Linked DNA regions of Gossypium hirsutum: all the other regions are linked to region 1. Evidence: chromatin contacts called from public Hi-C data. All regions are on one chromosome and are shown on one strand. The core of a region is the stretch at or near the end of the contact, and the rest is flanking DNA. Distances in the headings are between cores, read along the strand shown.

Region 1 (3,703 bases), core at 698-3,197:
TCATTAAGGTGGTTATTCAATCCATTCCAACGTATTCTACGTCGTGCTTTTTACTTCCTAAGTCCCTTTGTATAGAATTGGAATGATTAATCGCAAAATTCTGGTGGTAGAAAAGTAGGGATAAGAAAGGCATTCATTGGTGTGCCTGGAAGGATATGTGTACTTCTAAAGAAGAAGGTGGCCTTGGATTCCGAAAACTGGATAATTTTAATATCGCGCTACTAGCGAAACAGGGCTGGCTTTTAATTACTTATCCAAATTCGTTGTTAGCTCGGGTTTTGAAAGACAAGTATTATCCGTCGACAGATTTTTTAAAGGCGCGATTAGGGAACCTACCTTCGCTTACTTGGAAAAGTATCTGGTCAGCCAGAGAAGTTCTGGAAAAAGGCTTGTGCTGGAGGATAGGCAAGGGAATTGTATTTCCATTTGGGATGATCGTTGGATACTGGGTTACGATGAGGAAATGTTACGGTATCAAAGAGGAAACACAAATATTGAGTTAGTCTCAAACTTGATTGAGGAAGGAAGTAGAACATGGAAAACAGATTTAATTTTTAATACCTTTGATGAGGATATTGCAAAGAACATCCTGTCGATCCCTTTGGCAATGTCTTTACATAATAATTTCCATGCTTAGGGTGGAGAACCATCAGGTACCTTTTCGGTTAGAAGTGCCTACAAACTATTACAAAGGACTACTCGGATTCCTAGTAATAATACTTTACAGACCAAAAACACAGCTTCTTACAGAAAACTATGGGATTTACACATTCCTTCGAAAATTAAAGTTACAATCTGGAAAATTTCCTGGAATTATATCCCTACGCTAGCTAATTTGAAATTGAAGCGAGTTGCAAATGAAGCCTGGTGCCCCAGATGTCGGCAGTTAGAGGAAGATAGCAACCATGTTTTCAGAATATGTCCTATATCGACAGAAGTTTGGAGGTATTTAAACTTCTCTTGGGTGCTTAACAATAGTATTCAGAGTATTTGGGTGTGGTTCACCTGGGTCTTTAAGCGAGGAACAAAAGAACAATGCCGATTATTTTCTTGTGGGATTTGGCTTTTCTAGTCAAACAGGAATCAATTGCTGCACGAAAGTAAAAATAGAATAGGTAGAGAAATCTCTCGACAAATAAGCAGCTATATCTCAGAGTTGCAAAGCTTAGAAGAAAAACTACTTATCTCTGATACAGGAAGGATTTTTAACCATGAAGATCGAAGGACGAGGGTAGTGACCAACATCTCTCCAGGTCTGCCTCGGGACTGCTTGTTCGTGACACGCGAGGGGATATTTTGGTTTCAAAGTCGGTTATCCATGAAAATGTCGCCTCACCGTTCGCGACGGAAGTACATGCAGGAGCACAAGCAGTAAGGTTAGTGATTTTATTGGGTCTTTATGAATGCGACATTAATGGAGATTTAAGAACTGTTATAAAAAATGCCAGAGTACAGATAGGGATAACTCGATTATTGGGGCTATAATAAGGGACATTCAAGATATGAAGCATTTCTTCCAAAAACTAAACTTTTACCATATTCCAAAGTCAGAAAACACCTTTGCTAATGTGATTGCAAAGGAAGCGTTGAAAGAAAATGAAGGTCATTACCTGGATGGAGGAATTCCTGAGCATGTTCGAAGAGTTCTGGAAAGGAGAAGGCCACAGGCTCCAGATTGAGGAATTGAAATGGTCTCTTGGAAACGTGTAGCAGAAGGCTAAAAGATTTTGGGGGATTTGAAGAGTTCTGCTGTTAAAGAGCTGTGCAGGTGCATTGAAGAGATAAGACGTTTTGGGATATAGCTGTTTTCCTATCGGCTAGAAGTTTCTAGGGCAGGTTTCCTTTTTTCAATTTTAATTTTAATTTTTGTTTTATTTGGGCCATCTTTGTTGATGTCCAGTTAGGAGGTTTTGGGCTTTCCAGGCCTGATTTTCTTTTGTTTCTTATTCTCTTATGTCTGTTCCTTGGTCTATTGTTCAAGTGAGACAGTCTATGTTTTGATTTTTTCTTTATAAATCTAGTCGATTTTCTCAAAAAAAAAAAAAGATTTTTGTAACTTTTTAAATAATGCTATTTAAGTATATTATAAATAATTTTTAGTTTAGAAATAATATACTAATTTGAATGGTTAAATTTGAATATTACAAATTTAAAAATGGAATCATCATAATCACCTTCTTTGCTGAGAGTGTGGCACATTCTTTGGAAATTTCTGATACGGTAAATAAACTAAATTGTTGATAACAATATTTTAATTTTATTTAATATTATTAATTTTATTTATTTGAAATATGAATAGAGTGTGGATTACATTCTCCGAAATAGGATCCCACCATCTACATCTCTTGCTACCAGATTTGGCGTTTTCAATCATTGATGGAAGCAACCAGAATTGGTGTTACATCATCAATTAAAGGATTCCCTTTGTATCTGGAGTTTATATTTTTTCTAATTGAAAGGAAGGACTAGAAACTCATACGTTTTATTTACCGTCTGGGGAGTGCATTGCACTTCAGCTGAGAGCATTAATAGATGGGTATCCTGTAACCAGGGATACTGGCTATGTTGTGCAGAAGGTAAGTGCTTTGCCAAGAGTTGTCAGCAAGTGTGCCCACACAAGATAAAATGTACGAAAAGTTCATCCTAATTTCATCATTTGAGGGCTTTTAGTTAAATCTTCTTGGAGATGCAGTATTCCTCAATGTTCAATTACCACTCAAGCATTAATAATGCAGCTTTTTAGTGGAATTTGATGTCAAATTAATCTGACAATCAAAAAAGCAATTTTTACCAAGTTTTTCATTTTTCCAAAAGTTACAGTTGAGGATCTGCAGCATTAGTATCCTATATTGACAACCTAGGAATCACTTACACGGTTCATTCCTCTTTGTACTGGTGTTGTATGTATGTCTGACACGGACATTAAAAAATTAAAGAGGTCAGACACAGTCTCCACACGGGTATCTAAAAAGGGACACGTGACAAACACAGGAAAAGTAGATGGTGGCTGACGAACGGCAGCTGAAATTTTGGCTTTCAAAAGTAGCAGATGAAAAGTTAGTGGTAGGAAGATATTAATGTAAAGAAGAAATGTGAAGTTTAGGGTTTTCTATTAATGAAACGCTGAGTTTTACTATCAGCCTATTAATGAAACATTAGTTTTACTATCATCATATGTAAGTGTTGGAAAGACTTAAAAGTTAAAACATTAAATAGTCAATCAAAATAGTAAAATAAAAAACTAAAAAAAAATTGCTTATTTGAGAAGCTTTTGAGCTTTGTACTTGTTTTGCAACGTTTCCATTTTTCACATTTCAAAAAATATTTTAAATATTCATCACTCTTATTTCAATTTTCTTACTTTCAACGAACATGGAAGTTTGAAACAATTGAAGGTAAGTTTAATTTTTTATTTTGTTTATGCTTTGAATGAGTTACATATTTTTTGTTTGATAAGTTTGAATGGGTAACATTATTTTATTTATTTAGTTACTTTTTATTTTTATTTTTATTTTGTATATTTGTATGTTAAATAATTAGTTTGTGATGATCACTCTTGAAGTATATATTGATTTTTTATTTTTATTTTTGTTAATACTTTAGGTTTTTAATTATGACATCTCAAAGTGGTAGTGGAAGTGTTGGCTTATCAAATAATGTTATTAATGCTATTGTGTCTCAAGATGATATTAGTAATACTCCT
Region 2 (3,703 bases), core at 375-2,874, 150 kb before region 1:
CCTGGTGAACAAAGAAGGGGAAAGAAGATATCATTAACCTAGTTAAATCTAATGCAACATTTTGACAAAAAACCATTCCTTTACCAATAACACTCCGAGCAGTTGGCTGCTGCATGACGATCGCCAACCCGAGGTCGCCAATTTTGATTTCTCCATTGTTCCCATTAATAAAAATGTTGTCACACTTTAAATCCCGATGAATAATAGGGGGGACATGACTGTGAAGATACACTAGGCCCCGAAGAATCTGCCTCGCCCAATTCTTTATCGCCTTTGTATCAACGTGTTTATGCTTCTTCCGATATCTGACAGCAAAAAAAGACATAATCTACTTCATACATAACAGGAATTAACCAGAAAGAATTGAAGCTAAAAGGATGCATACATCCTGAGACTCCCGGATGTGAATAGTTCAGTAATCATGTTAACAGTTTTCTTCTTGTCATCCACCCATGAATTGTGCAACTTGATGATGTTTTCATTCTTCAACGATCTCAAGAGATGAACTTCGGAGTAGAGTTTTTCCAAATCTTCCGGTGTCCGCAATACATCGTCGATCCTTACTTGGTTCCAAGCGACTTCTATTCCTTCAACTTCATCAAAGCCCCTATAACTGCAGCAGCATTGTAAACAAAAAAGCCTGAGGTTAAACACTAAACAATCATTCAAACACCATCCATATTGTTGGCAAGACCGGAGGAGATTAAGAACCATACACTGTCTTAAATGCACCCTTGCCCAACACTTCATCAAACTGAAATACAAAAATAAAAATGAAACATTAGATAATCTGCTAACTTGTCTCAAATATGAAACATTTTATATTAAAAGAGAGAGAGAGAGAGAGAGAGAGAGAGAGAGAGAGAGAGAGTACTACATTTGTGAATACAATAGAATATGGTAAAAAAAAATAGACCCATACCCGAATGTAACGACCCGTTGGGTCTCTTTCTACGAAACCTGGTTCTACTTCAGAAGTATAATGCATTCCATTATTGGCTGGCATTTCCAAACCTAACCCAGAATCCATTACTGCTAAGAACCAAATAGCTACCAGAAAAAAAAAATAAAGACAATTTATGTTTTCCAAAATTTTCAAAAAGATTCACTTTTTTCCCCTTAAAAAAGTGTGAGAAGGAAGGTAACGACAACGTTGTTGTTGTTGTTGATGGTGGTGGTGGCGGCGGCGGTGATGATGGTCAGAGAAGGTTTCAGAGGCAATGCAGAAAGAATCGAATGCCGACCGAGGGCGGAACCGGCATTCGATTACGGCAACAACGACGTCCTTTCGAGGCAATGAACCGCGTTTACAATTCATAACCCCAAGTACCTTGTGCAGCAATCCCCTCATTTCTTTACACCAAACCCATCTTCTCCAATTCCAATTCCATTTCCTTTTTTTTTTTCAAAAGTCAAGAAAAATTCTCTTCCAACAATAAAAATAAAGAAGCCGAAACAAAGCAATTTGTTCCTTTTTTTTTTCAGACAGATGTGAAAGGAAAAGAAAAGAAAAAGTAAAGAAATGGGGATTGATTGTTGCTAAAAGGGGAAAAAGAAAAGCCGTTGAGACATTAAAGACAGCTGTTGTTGGAATGAATTATGAGATTCTGAAAATATCCGAAAATGAAGCTTTGACCAAACACTTGTACGGGTTTAAATTTCTACGGAAAGCTTAAAGACTATTTTTTTTCTTTGTATGGTCTAACGCCGTTATTACTTCAATTTTTATTATCAAATTCAGTGACCAAAGTTGACGTTTCGCCGCGCCGCTTATTCTATTTTTTTTTTGTTTGGTTTTTTTCTTTAATGGGTAACTGCCCACCGGCATTGCAACGGCTTCGAGTTTGACTTGTGATAGCACCGCACCGTTTGCAAAGCGATCTATTTTAAACGTTCGTGGGCCTTTGACTGTGGCCCGTGCGTATGAATGGTGGTCTCTATAAGATTGAGAATTTTAGATTATACTGTGCTTAATAAATTATTTGACCCACTTTAAAAAAAATTCAATTTAGTCTTTATTTAATTTTTTTATTATTTTTAACATTTAAATTTATATAATTTATCAAATCACTCCAAATGAATGAAAAATTAATATTTATTTACTTTACTAATATTGTATCCACATAAGAGTCTATTTTTATAAAAATTTAAAAAAATATTTTTATTTTAAATATTTTTATAATTAATTAATTGTTGATATGACATACATGTGAATACCATATCAACAAAATTAAGAGTGTGAAAATTTCAGGTAAAATCAAATTAATTCGATCGGGTTCAGTTAATAATTTTTTAGAAGTTTGGTTAACGGTTAATTCAGTTTAAAATCGATTAATTAACCAAAAATTAATATTTTTTATATACATTTTATATATATTAAATTGGTTAATTCGGTTAATTTTTTATATATTTTATATTTTTTTTAACTAAAAAATAAAAAAATATCTAAATTTTGATTAACTCGGTTAACCGACCGAAATAACCGAAAAAGTTCGGTTCGGCTAATTTTTTTTGAAAAAAATTTCTGTTTGGTTAACAGTTAAGGTTTAAAAGGGTTAGTTAATTCGGTTAATGATAGTTTGGGTCGGTTAATCGATTGAACACCTCTAAATAAAATTAATAAACGTTAATTTTTTCATCAATTTTGGAGTGATTTAACAAATAATGCATGTTCAAAAATTAAAAAAGGCAAAAAATTAAATTAATGGCTAAAATGATTTTTTTTGTAAAATTAGAAGGCCAAATAAGTCATTATGCCATTAGAGTATAACACATTAAGAAAAAGAAAATATTTATTATACTACCAATGGATTTTTTAGGCTCTAAAAGCAAGACTAATGTGATGATAAATATTTGTAAGGTATAGCAAAATATTTGAAAAAAAATAAATATATGAAAAAAAGATACATGATATTTTTTAAGATTATTTATGAAAAAAATATACTATCATTGAGGAGTGAGTGTTCGATCGAATCGAATGAAAAATTTTGAGTTAATCGAGTTGATGAATCCTATTTTATCATCCTAACACGATTTGAAATTTTCTCGAATCGAGTCGAGTGAGATGAAATTCGAATCAAATATATTTGTTCGAGTTAAATTAAAAAAAAATATTTTAGGTCCTTGTAATCACAGTCACCCACCGTAATCAAATTTGTTATTAACTTTCATCCCCTAATAATTTATTTATTAATCTTTTATTTATGGGTTAGCTTCGTCGCTTCAATTATCTTTTGATTCTTGCCACTATATATTTTGAAATGAAAAAAAATATTAAATATAAAGAATGTGATTTTTAATAAAAATTATCTTAAAGATAAAATGTGAATTTGATACAAATATAAAATTTTAACACGAATATTTTATCGCATCATCAACAATTCAATTTTAAAAAAAAATTATAAAGATTCAATATGATTAAACAATTCAACAAATAAATAGTAAAAAATGTGAAATTTAATTTAATAATACAAATAGTAGATATAAATAAAATTATTATTATTATTTAGATTTAGGAAAATTTTTTGGATGATTTTAATTTTTGATTTGGGGGTAAAAGGTGAAAAGTAAAAGTTTAAGGGAAAAATAAAAAGTTTTGGGGTTGAGAGAGTAAATTTTTTTGGGGGGGGGGGTTGGGGGAGAGGAGGGGAATGGGTTTGGGGTAAAAGAGCGTGGGAGGAGAAGGGATTAAAAGTTATAAAGG
Region 3 (3,703 bases), core at 827-3,326, 130 kb after region 1:
AATCAAATCAAGAATAATAATAGTGTCTAAAAGAAATAAATTATTTACTTAAAAAATTACCCCTTTTTTTCCTTCTTTTTCCTTCCCTCCGTTTTCTTCTCCTTCTCTTTTTCTCTTTCTTTTTTCTTCCCTTCCCTCACCGTCTGCTTGCTCCTTCTTCTTCTCTTCTTTCTTTTCTCTCCTTTCTTCCCCAAATGAGTTAGGGGACAAAAATATATGGTCTCAAACAGAGAAGAAGACAAAACCCCTGTGCATGACCGGTCATGTCACGGTGCCGCCTCTGGCACTGGCACCATTGGTGCCGCCTGTGGCAGGCCCATGGCCAATCTACTTCAGCTTTTTTTTTTCAGCAGCTTTTTTTTTCAGCATCTTTCTACTATTTCTTTTTTTTTTCTTTCTACTGTTTCTTTTTTTTACTGTTTCATGTCAGAATCAGGGTGGTGCCGCCTCTTATAGTGGCGTGACCACCCTGAACATACCATTTTCGTAATTACTTTTTATTTTGTATTATTTTTGAATTTTTTTATTTTTTTGTACTTCTTTAGTAAAAAACCCGCGGGACCACCCTCAATTTCTGACCAAAACAGTAAATAATAATAATAATAATAGTAATAATAATGATTTAAAAGATTTAGAGACCTGTTATGCAATTTTTTCATTTTTAAATGGCTGCTGAAAAGGAAGGCAAAGGGTGCTGCCTAGCAATGTGGCAGCACCAAACTTGAAATTTGGATAATTGCCTTGTAAGCCCTCCTTTTTTTTGTTATTTCCCTTCAACTCACTATATTGTGTTTAAATAAGCCATAATCTATTTTTGTAGTTAAATAAGTCCTTTACTTATGGTTTTTACTCATAAAAGCCTATTTTAATATTAAAGTAAATATATATATTTTGAATTTCAAGCTCTTATCTTAATTTTTTGTTGATGCAATAAAAAATTATACACTTTAACATCAACACAAAATAAAAAAAAGTAATCAAAAAATTCAAAAGAGTAGTTAAGAATATCATGTATACAAGCACTTTCAAGAAATTTAAATATTTTATTTTATTATTTAATAAATTATTCTCATCAAATTTACATCAACATAAGATGTGAATTAGTGTATATTTTTTTAAATAGCTTTGCTTTGGGTAAAATATATTTACTTTAATATTAAAATATAAGGCTTTTATGAGTAAAAACCATAAGTAAAGGGCTTATTTAACTACAAAAATAGGTTAATGGTTTGTTTAAACACAATATATTGAGTTAAAGGGGAATAAAAAGAAAATAATAAATAAGAAGAGCTTACAAGACAATTATCCAAATTTCAAGTTTGCTGCCGCCACACTACTAGGCGGCACCCTTTCTCTTCCTTTTCAAAAAATAAAAAAATTGCATAATAGGTCCCTAAATCTTTTAAATCATCATTATTATTATTATTATTATTTACTGTTTTGGTTAGAAATTGAGGGTGGTGCCACCTATGCACCACATTCCACCAAGTAAAATCTACCATTTTGATACTTAATTTTTGAGATAACCTATTTTAATACTTTATTTTATTTTTTATATTATTAGGATAAAAAACCCCATTTCATGTGATGTAAATTTTTATATTGTTTTTTTTCACTACCCAGTTGGTGTACACAAGAGTAACAAACATTATTTTTCTTTTTTGATTTGACATTTTACAAGACGAAGATTTGATTGTATTATATACCTTCGAACTTCCGATTAAGTGGATGAAAACTTAAATCAATATAAATCTTGTTTGGTTGACATTTTCATTTTGATTTTACTTTCTTGTAAACAAGTACCTAAAAGCAAAATAAAATACGATAAGCAATCACAAAAGTAGCAAATTACTCTGTCCGTAAACTGCATAAAGCAATAGACTTAAGATCTCATATATATATACATGTATATATTATATTTTCATTCCACTTAACGCATATTTTTGTCGTGGAACTGGGAACATGGCTAATTGATACTCAAGGGGAAAAACCAAAATATATATATATATATATATATTGAAAAGGAAAGAACCATACTCGACAGACAACCCAACTAAAGGACGAACAATTTGCATTTAAAGGGAATCATTTTGATTCTGATGTTATGTAGTCGACATGGTGGACGGAATTAATTGATCACGCGCCGTGTATGACGGATCCCAAATTTCAAAAGTGAAATTTTATTAAAGACTTTGATTTTTGAATTAAACATGTGTTGGTTATTATTAATTAATTTAAGTATTGTTTGTAATAATAAAATATATTATATTAATTTATTATATTTTAGAAAAAAATATAAATTTTAATTTTAAAAATGATATTATTTAAAAAAATTTACCTCAAGATTTAAATCTTGAATAAATTATAAAATAAATAAAGAAAAGAAAATCCAATTAATAAGATCAAAATTGACCCAATTAGTTGAGAAAACCCAAAGTGAACACCTAATTAGTTGGATTAAACAAATAATCCTTATGGTTTGCCACGATGAGAAGGGCAGATAGGGAGGGAAGGTGGTTGAGTTACGCGAGAAAATTTCAACACAAAATACAGTTTTAGTCGTGCAATTCATTAAAGGTGGCGCAAGAGACAAGCGGTTCTGGGACCATACGGACCCCCTTCATTTACCACCAGTCAAATCGGCACATGCAAAATTTATATTCGATCGAATATACTTATTTAAAATATTAAATTATAAAAGAATATTTAATTTACTGTGTATAAATCTTATACTCCATTAGTGAATATAACATTATACTTTTCCGTTACATAAAATAAAAAATAGTGAAAGGCTTATATATATAAATATCAACAACTTTATTTAAACATATTTAAATATTAATTATTTATAAATAAATGTTAAAACTCTAAACCCAAAATATTAAGCTCTTAAATTCTATATTCTAAATTTGAGAGTTATTAATATTTATTTATAATAATTACGATTAATGTTTAATTTGGCTTAAATAAAGTTATTATTATTTGTGTACAAGTCATCCATATTTTTTGTTTAATTTAATGATGATTTATTATGTTATTATTCAATTGATGGTGTATGAGACTCATTCACCGATTATGCATAAAATATTATTCCTTAAATTATAGTACACTAACGATGTAATCAAGAAAAATTTAGGTAATAATTATATTTATAAAAAAAATTATATAAAAATTAAAGGGAGAATACTTGATGCACCTTTGATTTATAGATCACATGCACAATCAATTAATAATAAGATGACACATCATTATTTTTATAAAAAAGAAAAAAATAGTGAATTGTTTTAAAAATAAATGTTAATTATAATTATTAAACATAAATAAATACAAATACATCAACCTCGAGATCAAAAACTTAAAATCAAACATCCAATATTCAAAACTTGAAACTTGAAAGAACAACAAAAAAAAACTTAAGATTTATATTTAATTATATTTAAACAAAGTTAATATATATATTTTTTATTTTTTAAGTCTTTCAATATTTTTTTTATTTTACATTAAGGATAATGTGTCATCTTATTATTAACTTATGGTACATGATATCTATACATGGGCAATGCATTGTATATTAATCTAAAATTATACATGCTTTGGTTAAAATGATAAAATTGAAAATATAAAATTTATAATGTGTTTGGTTTTAGAAACTATGAAATTTATAATGTGTTTGGTTTTACTTTTTAGGATAACATGACGTTTG

What was found. A called contact is a pair of places that touch in the nucleus more often than the background predicts.
Region 2: a contact with region 1 is called in a Hi-C map of leaf, with 3 times the contacts expected there. The contact joins the promoter of LOC107900613 here to the enhancer-like site in region 1. A contact is called at or near these places in 3 of 34 Hi-C or Micro-C datasets (callus and leaf).
Region 3: a Hi-C map of leaf shows a contact between it and region 1, with 2.4 times the contacts expected there. The contact joins two enhancer-like sites. A contact is called at or near these places in 3 of 34 Hi-C or Micro-C datasets (callus and leaf).

Annotation. Positions count from the first base shown.
Region 1 is chrA08:100,721,849-100,725,551 of Gossypium_hirsutum_v2.1, forward strand. No RefSeq gene overlaps it. Among protein-coding and RNA genes, the nearest start is that of LOC121205447, 4.4 kb to the right of the region's middle. Within about 2 kb of position 1,948, at least 9 of the 9 cell types and tissues checked have an H3K27ac peak or open chromatin away from gene starts, as enhancers often do. A contact at or near this core is called in leaf, where this site is marked.
Region 2 is chrA08:100,567,826-100,571,528 of Gossypium_hirsutum_v2.1, forward strand. LOC107900613 (probable serine/threonine-protein kinase WNK10) reads right to left here and starts at 1,625. Exons shown (of 7, transcript XM_016826277.2): 1 at 923-1,625; 2 at 717-754; 3 at 386-613; 4 at 85-305; 5 at 1. The coding sequence starts at 1,030.
Region 3 is chrA08:100,852,320-100,856,022 of Gossypium_hirsutum_v2.1, forward strand. No RefSeq gene overlaps it. Among protein-coding and RNA genes, the nearest start is that of LOC121205577, 61 kb to the right of the region's middle. Within about 2 kb of position 2,077, at least 1 of the 9 cell types and tissues checked has an H3K27ac peak or open chromatin away from gene starts, as enhancers often do. A contact at or near this core is called in leaf, where this site is marked.